Linked DNA regions of Pan troglodytes: region 1 is linked to region 2. Evidence: chromatin contacts called from public Hi-C data. All regions are on one chromosome and are shown on one strand. The core of a region is the stretch at or near the end of the contact, and the rest is flanking DNA. Distances in the headings are between cores, read along the strand shown.

The links. Hi-C and Micro-C count contacts between places; a contact is called where the count stands out from the background.
Region 1: a Hi-C map of induced pluripotent stem cells shows a contact between it and region 2, with 2.5 times the contacts expected there. The contact joins the enhancer-like site here to the promoter of NIPBL in region 2. A contact is called at or near these places in 4 of 7 Hi-C or Micro-C datasets (blood, induced pluripotent stem cells and stem cell-derived neural progenitor cells), 1 of 1 datasets of contacts at active chromatin or transcription factors (stem cell-derived excitatory neurons) and 1 of 1 other capture datasets (stem cell-derived neural stem cells).

What each region holds. Positions count from the first base shown.
Region 1 is chr4:76,043,725-76,048,981 of NHGRI_mPanTro3-v2.0_pri, reverse strand. No RefSeq gene overlaps it. Among named protein-coding and RNA genes, the nearest start is that of NIPBL, 130 kb to the right of the region's middle. Within about 2 kb of position 3,546, at least 10 of the 24 cell types and tissues checked have an H3K27ac peak or open chromatin away from gene starts, as enhancers often do. A contact at or near this core is called in induced pluripotent stem cells, where this site is marked.
Region 2 is chr4:75,912,000-75,916,872 of NHGRI_mPanTro3-v2.0_pri, reverse strand. It overlaps NIPBL (NIPBL cohesin loading factor), which reads left to right and starts at 2,919. Exons shown (of 45, transcript XM_063811291.1): 1 at 2,919-4,129.

The DNA.
Region 1 (5,257 bases), core at 2,297-4,796, 130 kb before region 2:
ACCTCTCCACTGATGACTTTCAAACCTAATTATTCAACTATGACCGCTCCCTTGTATTCCAGTTCCACGTTTCCAATGGGCTACTGGACACGCGCCACCAGTATGTCCTGCCAACATTTTAAACAAACACAGGAAAATGCAAATAGAACTCATTTCTGATTTCTATTATTGTCATCACTAACCTTCCAGGAATTTTTCATTCCTTCCCTCTCCCTGCAAATCTAAAATATCACCAAGGCCCTTTGCTCTTGCTTTCTTGTGTCTCTTGATCCATCTCCTTTCCCCAGGCTGATGGTTACTACATCTCCTCTGGTCATTATTATCCAGACCACTGAAAATATCTCCTAACAGGCCTCATGCCTCCAGGCTCTTTCACCACCAATTCATCTACATCTACTACTCCTGGAGTAATCTTTCTAAACACTGCTTTTAATATGAAACTACCTCTGCTCTAAAACATTCCATGTCTCCCCATTATTACTGGAAAAACTTTTAACAATACAACCTAGTATTCTAGGCCTCTATCAGTCTGGTCCCTTCTAGTCTGACAGCCTACTCTTCCCCTAAACATTCTGGGGAAAAGTGGAAACGAATGAACAAAACCCCTACACAAACCTTCCATTCCACAAAAGAATAAGTAAATCTTCTTATTTACGGCCTCCTTGTAATATGCCACGTAGATGCTCATGTGCCCAACATTTTCTCCTCTGCCTTTCTAAATTCAACCTGTCTTCTAGTTCCCATCCCATCAATAGTGCCTCCTCCATTCCTGACCTTTCTTGATTGTTAAAAATATCTTTTCCTACTTCTCTCAACAGCACTTACCCATTTAGCACTTCAGTGTGATATTTTTCTTATATTTTTTTCATATCTATTTCTGTGTGTCATCTTACCCCGCAACTACGTGTGTGAGTACGCCTTCCTCCCCAGGCTCCTCAAGGGCAGACACAATGCAAAACCCGTGATACTTAATAATAACCAAAACACTCATTGAATATTGATCACATGCCAGGCACTGTGTTAAGTGTTTTCCAGCATTATTTCATTTAATGCAAACAACAATTCAATAAGGTAGGTACTATTATTATCTCCATTATACAGATGAGGAGATTGTAGGTTGGAAAGGCTAAATAACTCTCCTAAAATGACATAACTAGTAAATGACAGAGCTAGGATTCAAACACAGGTCTGCATGACCCAGAAGCCCCTTCTAATAGTACCTTTCACAGAGTAAGTGCCTTTCAGAGAATAAGTGCTGAGCATATGTTTGTGAATTAAGGCTATCCCTGTTACCAGAGCATTTGGGGTGTGTGGCAGGCAGAACAATGGCCCCCAAAGATGTCCACATCCTGATTCTCAGAGCCTGTGAATCTATTACATTACATTGAAAAGGGGGATTTAGGTTGCAGATGGAATTAAGTTTGCTAATCAGAGGACCTTAAAATAGGGAGGTTATACTGCAGTCTCTGGGAGGGCCCAACATAATCATAAGGGTCCTTAAAAGAAGATGAGGGAAGCATAAGAGAGACTCAGGAGTGATGCAATGCCTGCCTCTGCCTTGCTGACTTCAAAGATGGAGGAAGGGCCCATAAGCCGAAGAATCTGGAAGGCTCTGGAAGCTGGAGAAGAAAGGAAATGGATTTGCCCCTGGATCCTGCAGAAAGGGGCACAGTCCTGCAGCCTGACACGTTCATTACCACCCAGCAAGACATATTTTTGTCAGATTTCTACCATACTGAAGTGTAAGATGATAAATTTGGTTGTTTTAAGCCACCAGATTTGTGGTCATCTGTTACAGCAGCAATAGGAAGCTAATTCCATGTGCAAAAATTCACAGCTAGCCCTGGATTATCCTGATGAATGGGCATTGCCCTGGTGAAAAATCAGTAGGCAGCTCTCTATAGAACCCAAATACCTGCCTTCCACCTCCATGGCAATTCTTCATAGGCAGAAACTGTACCACTCTCACCTGTTTCCTGGGCTGATCCTTTTCTACCCTGTCCCTGTGCTATTCTGAAAATAGCTTTACCAAGAAGGACATGAAACTGTGAGCAAAAGTCACACATTCATGACAAAATTCTCCCAGGAAGATTATCATTCCAATCAAAACATGTATGGTATCCTTTTAAAATATCATTACCCAGAGCTTTCATTCTGAAGCACTTCCCATATATTATTTTAGGTGTCTGTGCCAGCCCATAAGTGTGCATAAATGGCAGTTTCTAGTGCACACCGTGGTTTTTAGATTGCAGTTTTTGAGTTGATTCCAAGAATTTTACTCTTAAGAAGCCCAAATAGCACTGCAGACAAATGTATTTTTTGAAATAGCGGAAAAACTAACAGTTCAGAATTTTTGGACTAAGTAGCTGATAGAGAACAGGTTGGTAACAGGAGACTGGTGTAGACTCACAGACTCATACCCTTCTTGCTGAGCCATCCTCACCCTGTGGCTTGGCCTAATTGATTTTCTAGGATCTTTAACCACGTCTAGGCTGCGGATACACCTTGCATGGTGGCATGACTACATTGATGGAGTTAGAGCTGAGATCCACATTCCTATTTCTCATTTCCTGTCCAGCTGCCTTTGATGGATTTTCCTTAATCACCTGGACCCTCACAGCTCTGCCACTTTCCTTGCTAGTTCGGATTAGTTTGATGTTTATGTGTCTGTAATAATGGAAACAATAAAAACCACCAACCTCCCTGCTATTCTTCAGGTGCTTTACATACACATTATCATTTAACGTGCAGTTTAGTGCTGTGCTTACAGCATGGACTTTGGAACTAGACCACTTTGTTTCCAATCCTGGCCCTACCACTCATCAGCTTGTGTGACCGTGGGCACATTCATTAACATCTCTAGGACTCAGCCCTTCCATCTCCCTCTCCCACAAGCCCTGCTCTGGACACCAGACTCCCCACCACAGGGAGCCTCCTGAGATACAGATCACTGTTACTGGGGGAGGACAACCTTATGCTTCCGTCCACAGTATCACATTTCTGATGACGACTATCACCCAGAACAGATCCAGTGAAATGGCAATTTAAAAAGTACTTCTTTATAAAGTTGCTGCGAGGATCATATGTTTAGAAGGGTCCCGGTAACGTAGCCAATGCCACATAGGTGTATGACCTCTTCCCTATCTTTTGAGGTAGGTGTGAGACTACGGTGCTCAGAAAAGTGGAACGACTTTGGGCAACTTGGGAACAACTTGCCCAAAGTCACACACTTGATCAGAGGCAGAGGTAGGATATGGAACCGGATCAAGTCCAACCATGGACTTTCCACCCTGCTGCGCCGTCTCAAGTTTGTCCCTGATTGGTTCTGAATCCCTGGCACCCATTCTCATCCCGCCCATCCGAAGATAAAACAATCTTCCTCCCGCGCCCCGCTGCTTCCCGGGAGCTCCCAGGAACTCTAGAGAAAACAGGAAAACTGAAAAGTGCGCTCTGCCTGCTGTGCCAGGCATGTCCCTCAGGGGGAGCCAACAAGGCTTTATTTTGTCCCGGCAGCTGGCCCCTGGGCACGGCCCCCAGCCCGGCGTCCCAGTTCCAGCCGCGCTGCAGGGGCGCGAGGGTGCCCGGCTCGCAGGTGTCCGCGCGCACCGCAGGGCTGCCCGAGTGCGGCTGGCGGAATCCCTCCCCAGCTGGGGAGGAAGGCAGTTGTTTTCTTCCTGGTGGAACGTTCCACTTGAAACTGTTCCACAAGGGCTGTTCTCGCCTCCGACTCCGGGAGGAACTGTAATTAACACAGCAACAAACGCCCACGACGCTAACTGGCAAAGGGAGTGTAACACGAGCCGCTGCTACAACCGAACTGGGCCAATTGCTTTCCCTTCTTGCCTCCCATTTGGTCTGTTTTGGTTCCGCAGTCATCCAACTGTAGCGTTTCTTAAAACATGTCAGTGGCTGGTGTTTGTGTTTTGGGTTGAACAGTTTCACACACGTCGCTGGAGCCCGTGCTCGACCAGCTGCTGTGCTGGGGATTTGCTTTCTGCGGCTTTGGGAGTGTCAGGTAGCAAAACGAAGAGAGTAGTCGACTAGAACGGTGGCGGGGAGGAGGAGGAGGGATTGTCTGCAGTGGAGTCGGGAGCCTCCTCCGGACCAGGACAGGTAAAACCGGTCTGCCAGGTCTCAGGGGGAGCGGGTGGAGACGTCCCACCTCACCTGGCTGCGCTCCGACTCAGGCTCAGCCGGCAGGTTCTGGGGCAATGGGGGAAGGGAGAGGGGCCGGGCCCTTGTGGGTCCCGCACGCACACAGTACTCAGGGGCCAGCCAGGTGCCATCCCAGGTGGCCCAGCTTGGGGTGGGCAGCCAGGGTTGGGGCAGGGGTGCGTCCTGAGTTCTTTACCTTTGAAAGGTCTGATTTCCGATGCTGCCCTTACACATACCCTTGCTCCTGCCGAGTTTAGTCCGTGGCTTCACTGGGGAACCACGGGCCCTGCCCGAGACCCAGTGAGGCAGAATCTGCCCTTTAACAAGATCCTCAGGTGATCTGCAGACACGTTAAAGTTTAGGAAGCACTGACTGCCTTATGACATATTATACTTTCTTCTAACGTCTTTCTATCAATTTCCCATCGTGTCAACACACTACCTTAGAAAATTGCAGAACAGGCAGTGGCTTTTAGAGAACTGTAACTGCTCTCAGCTAAATGTCTGCCCCGTTTGATGCTTAGTAGTAGCTCTCTGCTAATTACTGCTAAGGGGTAGAGTGGGGAGAGGCACAGCCAGCAGGACTATACAGTCCAACCCAGGAAAGCTCAGAGACTAGATGGGGAACCCAAATCCAAACAAGAAGAATGATGTAACTCTACAAGGTAAGAATATACAAGGCAGAAATGACTATCATAGAAGCAACGTAAACAGTATGTGCTGCATGTTTAGTAAATTCACTGTATTAAGTATCTACCACCAATTTTTTATGTATTCTCTCTCTATACAGATTCATACATATACATATATGTCTATAAGTATATAGAGACAGGATATATATTCTGACACAGTAGGGATCAATATTTATTGAATCAATAGCTACAGCCCATTACAACGCATTCTCCTGGAAAGAATTTTGTGTTTTAGACCAAACCAGCATATATCTGTTCCAAAATTAAAATGTATTACCAATAACCAAGAGTCCATTTCACATGTCTTTTAAAACATTACGTATGTATTCATCATAGGTACATGGCTCCCATTTGAACATGATGGTTCTACAAGCCCAGAGAGGCCCAGCAGAGCTACTTAAAGAATCCTGT
Region 2 (4,873 bases), core at 1,670-4,169:
CATCTGTCATCCTGAAAGCAATTTAATTATTCTAAATGTTAAATAATTTTGGTAGTGTCTAATCTATAAAACATACATACACTACCAGTTTTTTTTTCTACCTTTAACAAATTCGTTCCCATAAGAGACAATTTTATCACTAACAAAGGATAACTGGCAGGCATAAAATAGTGAGTAGAAAATGATTTTCTAAAATTTTTCATTTCTATCATTTTATAGCAAGTTGCATTTATCTTAAAGATAAATATTCTTCAATAAAAATAACAATTCAAATTTTTCAGTTGTAGAAATTCCTGGTGATGACATTTGATACAAATAGTTTATCCCTGAAATCCATTTAAAATTTTTAATCAAATCTTCTGCAATTCATTGATCAAGAATACATACGAGACTATCCAGGGATATTTCTAGCAAAGAAAACTGAGTCATGCAACTCAGTTCTTGAAGCAAGGAGGCAATTTAAAGTCAGAATAAAGGTTTACTGGGCTATCCTCAATGGACAAGTGGAGGATGTAAGTCACCTGATTTGGAACATAAAAGACTTAAAAATGTAAGAGCAAAACAAATGGATGGTATTGGGAAAAATAATTATTAAGAAAAAAAAACCCAAGACAATGAAATGAAGAAAACACTAATATTAGATTAACAGATTCTATGTAAGATCTCAACTTGGATACTTAAATTTATGCAAGCAAAATACCATTTGATTTAATAGAAAAATACTGTGATATGAATTGAAACAATTTCTTTGATTCTATAACCTGGAAAAAAAATGGTATAAACTATATACAAGTTAAAACCCTCAAAGGCAGTGTTGTTTTCATTCACTGCCATGCATGAGATGTCTAGCATAAAGCTAATTAGCGCCTAATAAGTCCTCAATAAGGGAAGAAACTAAAAAAACTTAAAAATTTTAAATTAAATGACACAATAATGCCAAGACTTTCCAAAGCAGATTGACTGTAGCAGCTGCAGTTACCTGGACATGCAAAATTACTAGTTTACCAGTAACATTTAAGAAAGCAGACAAGAAGATAATTGTGCTTCTATTAGCGAATTGAAATAATGGTATTTTGAAACTGAGTGAAAAACACATTCTGAGTCATCTGTATTAACTTAAAGCTGTTCTGAAGATTAATGGGAAAAATAATAATGAACAGACGATTGGATTTACTAAACAATGTTTGATTAATTGTATTAACGGTTATAAAATACCTATCAAGGCTGTCTTTTCTTGTCCAAAAATTCAATACATGAAATATGAAAATTTGTAATACCATAGCCAAAGCCTTATTGCATAGCTTCTAGCTTACTGATATATTTACTTATTTTAATTTAAAAAGCCTGTTTTTCCAGCCACTAGGAAATAAGATTTCTCACGTTTTATAGTACTCAAAAATCATGATTAAGTATATCTAATGCTAACCTAAGTGTAAGCAAACAGCAAACTAAATGGTGAATTAAAATATCCACACCAAGCCTGACCTCAGCTTTCATTGAACCTTTTCTTCAGAAGAAAACTAAAAATAAATTTCACTAGCATTTGCTTTGCTTGACAGCATAATTGAGTAGCAACCAAAGTAGCCATATGTGGTCCTTTATGTAAGGCCTTCTAGCCTCAGAAACACACACCTTTTGAATTAGCGTGCCTGGTACCCATTTGTGCCCAATAAATACTTGCTGAATGAACTTTTCCAATAGTGCTGGATTTGCTCTGAGCCAACCAAATTCTCACTTTTAATGTATTTTGCAAGACAGAGGACGACAAGATGAAGAATGCAGTTTGAGACTCAGAAGAGCAAACATAATCGGCCCAGTATGGATATGATCATTTGATGCACCGTCCTCGGGCATGCTCATTTACAGAAGCCTAAAAACAAATTTTATCCCTCGTTTGTGGGTTTCTGGTGTTGTGGAGGGCTTTCCAATGTTTAGAAGCAATATATTTTTATAGAATTCTGTAATAAACGTGTTTTAAATCTTTTATAAAGCTCTCTGTAGCATATAAGTACATATTAAAGACAGAAATGGGGGAGCATCAAGGCCCTTATAATCGTCATTCATTCCTTAACCACATACTACGCATCTACTGTGTGGCATTCTAGGCGGGGGCCGTAACACCAGTGCAGAAAAACACAACCTCTTGTCCTCTTAGAGCTTACATTGCACTGGGGAAGGAGAGATAAGAAGATAAACAAGTATGGATATGTAGACTGTCCAAAGGATAAAATGAGAAGGGGGCTAGGGAACTTTCAGTTTAAAAGTAGCCGCGGAAGCACCGAGTGACACGAGCAAAATCCTGAAGGTGAAGGAGCAAGCCCTGTGGACGACGCTCAGGGAAGAGTCCTACTCGCAAGGATGCCAGGGCAGGCCCGCCCCCACCCTCAACGGCGCGCGGGGACTTCTGCCGCAGTCAAGGCTTTGGCTCACTCCCCTCAAGACGGGAAGCCATTCGCAGGGCCTAGAGAAAAGGAGTGACAGGATCTTGGCCCCCTGAGTGGCCTGAGGCAAAAGGAATAATCTAAGCAAGTTTTCCTACTTACTTTTAGCGCACTGGTACACACACAAATACACAATACAATTCATATAACACGAATTTCGTCCCGGTTGAGTAAAATTCCGCTTACCTACTGCACTTTTTACCGAAAATAGCCCCTTTTTAATTTACACAAACTTAATAGAGAACTGTGGAACGATGGTTACTTCTTGTTTTACAATTTAAAAACTACAACAACCATAGTACTGTACGTATAATCACATATTGTATTCCAGCCTTGTCCAGCGCCTCAGTTTTCCGAACCTAAAGAGGAAAACGATGTTTGAAATCAGCTGGCCGCAGGCCCGCGGGTCGCCCGCAGTCACCGGTGGCTGAGTCGCGGCCGGCGGTTCTCCCCGCGCGCTCGGCTCCACCCACACCTAGAGGGGGGCGCCCGGGCCGCCGCGGGCGAGCTTCTCGCTCGCGCAGCGTCGCCTACAGGCCTTTATCCTGACGGTTAGAGAAGAACCCAAACCTCTGCCGACAAAAAGCAAAAGCAGCGGAGACCGCGTATTTCCAGAAATAAACGCATCACAAACACGATTCCAATTCAATCCAGCCGACAGTCGTCTTCACCTCCAAAGGTTGCGTTCTTATTCCGCAGAAATAACACGCAGTCGGGCGTAAGGTCCCGGCTCTCAAAAGGCAAGGTGTACGATCCATCCATCCACCCGGCTGCAGGGACACCATTTAAAACGGGCATCATCGCCGTCGAATCGCGGGCGTCCTCTGTGGGGCCGCCCGGAGATCGGCTCCCTAAACCTAACGACGACCTGGGACAGCCAGCGCGGCCTCCAGCCGCCGCCGTCGGCGACCTGAGAGCCCGTCCGGGCCTGAGTGCCCCCCACGCTCACGACCACCACCGAACTCGGGCCCCGCTCCTGTCGGCCTCCAGGAAAATAAAGACAGAGGAGAGCCGGCCCGCCTGTGTCGCAGGGCAAACGTCGCTCTGAAGCATCGACAATACTGGCAACATCCACAGCCGCCCTGAGGGGACGGGCGTAGAGGAGAGCTGCCGCCTCCCGGCTGCTGGGCCCGGGTGCCGCGCGGCGCGGCCGAGGACGCGAGCCCAAGTGGCGGCAGCGGCGGCTGCGGCGGTGGCGGAAGTGGAGTGGGGAAGAGGGGGTGGTTGTTAGTGTTTGGCGCCGGCGGAGGGAGTCATTCCTGCAGCTGCACTTCCGGTCGGCATTTTGTTCTGAGAGGGAGAGACGGAACGAGAGAGAGACACACACAGGGCTCCTTCCCCCCGCCCTCCCCCCCCTCCGTCGGTACCGACTCACCCGACACCACCAAGCCGCAGGGAGGGACGCCCCCGCCGACAGGAGAATTGGTTCCCGGGCCCGCGGCGATGCCCCCCCGGTAGCTCGGGCCCGTGGTCGGGTGTTTGTGAGTGTTTCTATGTGGGAGAAGGAGGAGGAGGAGGAAGAAGAAGCAACGATTTGTCTTCTCGGCTGGTCTCCCCCCGGCTCTACATGTTCCCCGCACTGAGGAGACGGAAGAGGAGCCGTAGCCACCCCCCCTCCCGGCCCGGATTATAGTCTCTCGCCACAGCGGCCTCGGCCTCCCCTTGGATTCAGACGCCGATTCGCCCAGGTAAATTCCTGCTCTTTATTTCGGCGGCGGCGGCGGCGGCGGCGCCAGGTCCTCAGCGTCTCTCCTCCTCGCTCCCCTCCCCGCCGTTTCCTTAGCGGCCCCAGGTCTCTTCCACAGGCGAGTCTAGAGTTCGCTCCTCTCTGGTGGCAGCCGCCTTGGGTAGCGGTGGTTTTGTACCCTCTCCCGGCCGGCTCCGGTGGCGGGGACTGGGCTGCTGCCGGGCGGCCGGGGAGGCGTAGGCCCGGCGGAGAGTGCAGGCCGCGGGCCAGCGGAATCTACTTGAGCTCGGGGATTAGGAGAGCTCCGGGCTGAGCGGAGCGACTGCTGGTCGGTGACAGGCCTCGCCCGGGAGTGGAGCCGTAGCTAGTGGGGAGGCGGAAACAATACAACTAACAGCAAATGTGCCCTGATCGTCCCCATATTTACAACTTTCCCGGTCCGGGAGTGGGGAACGTCCCAGTGAAACAAACAACCCCCCTTCTTCCCCCTGTGACCCCATGAAGGGAGGAAGTAGTTTCAGTTAGTGAGACAAACGTAAATACTCAGACGCGGATCCAGTGGTAATTCTTTCTCTTTCTAAAACTTGTTTGGACGTTGGAAAGTTCATAAAGACTCATTTTCTTTTTTAAAGAATTAAATCGTCCACATGAATATTTAATACAGAAAAACATACTGTGGTAGACACTGCACATCTCCCCCTCCCCAAGAGCTTTTATCTTGTTGTTTTGACAGTGTGTTGTTGCA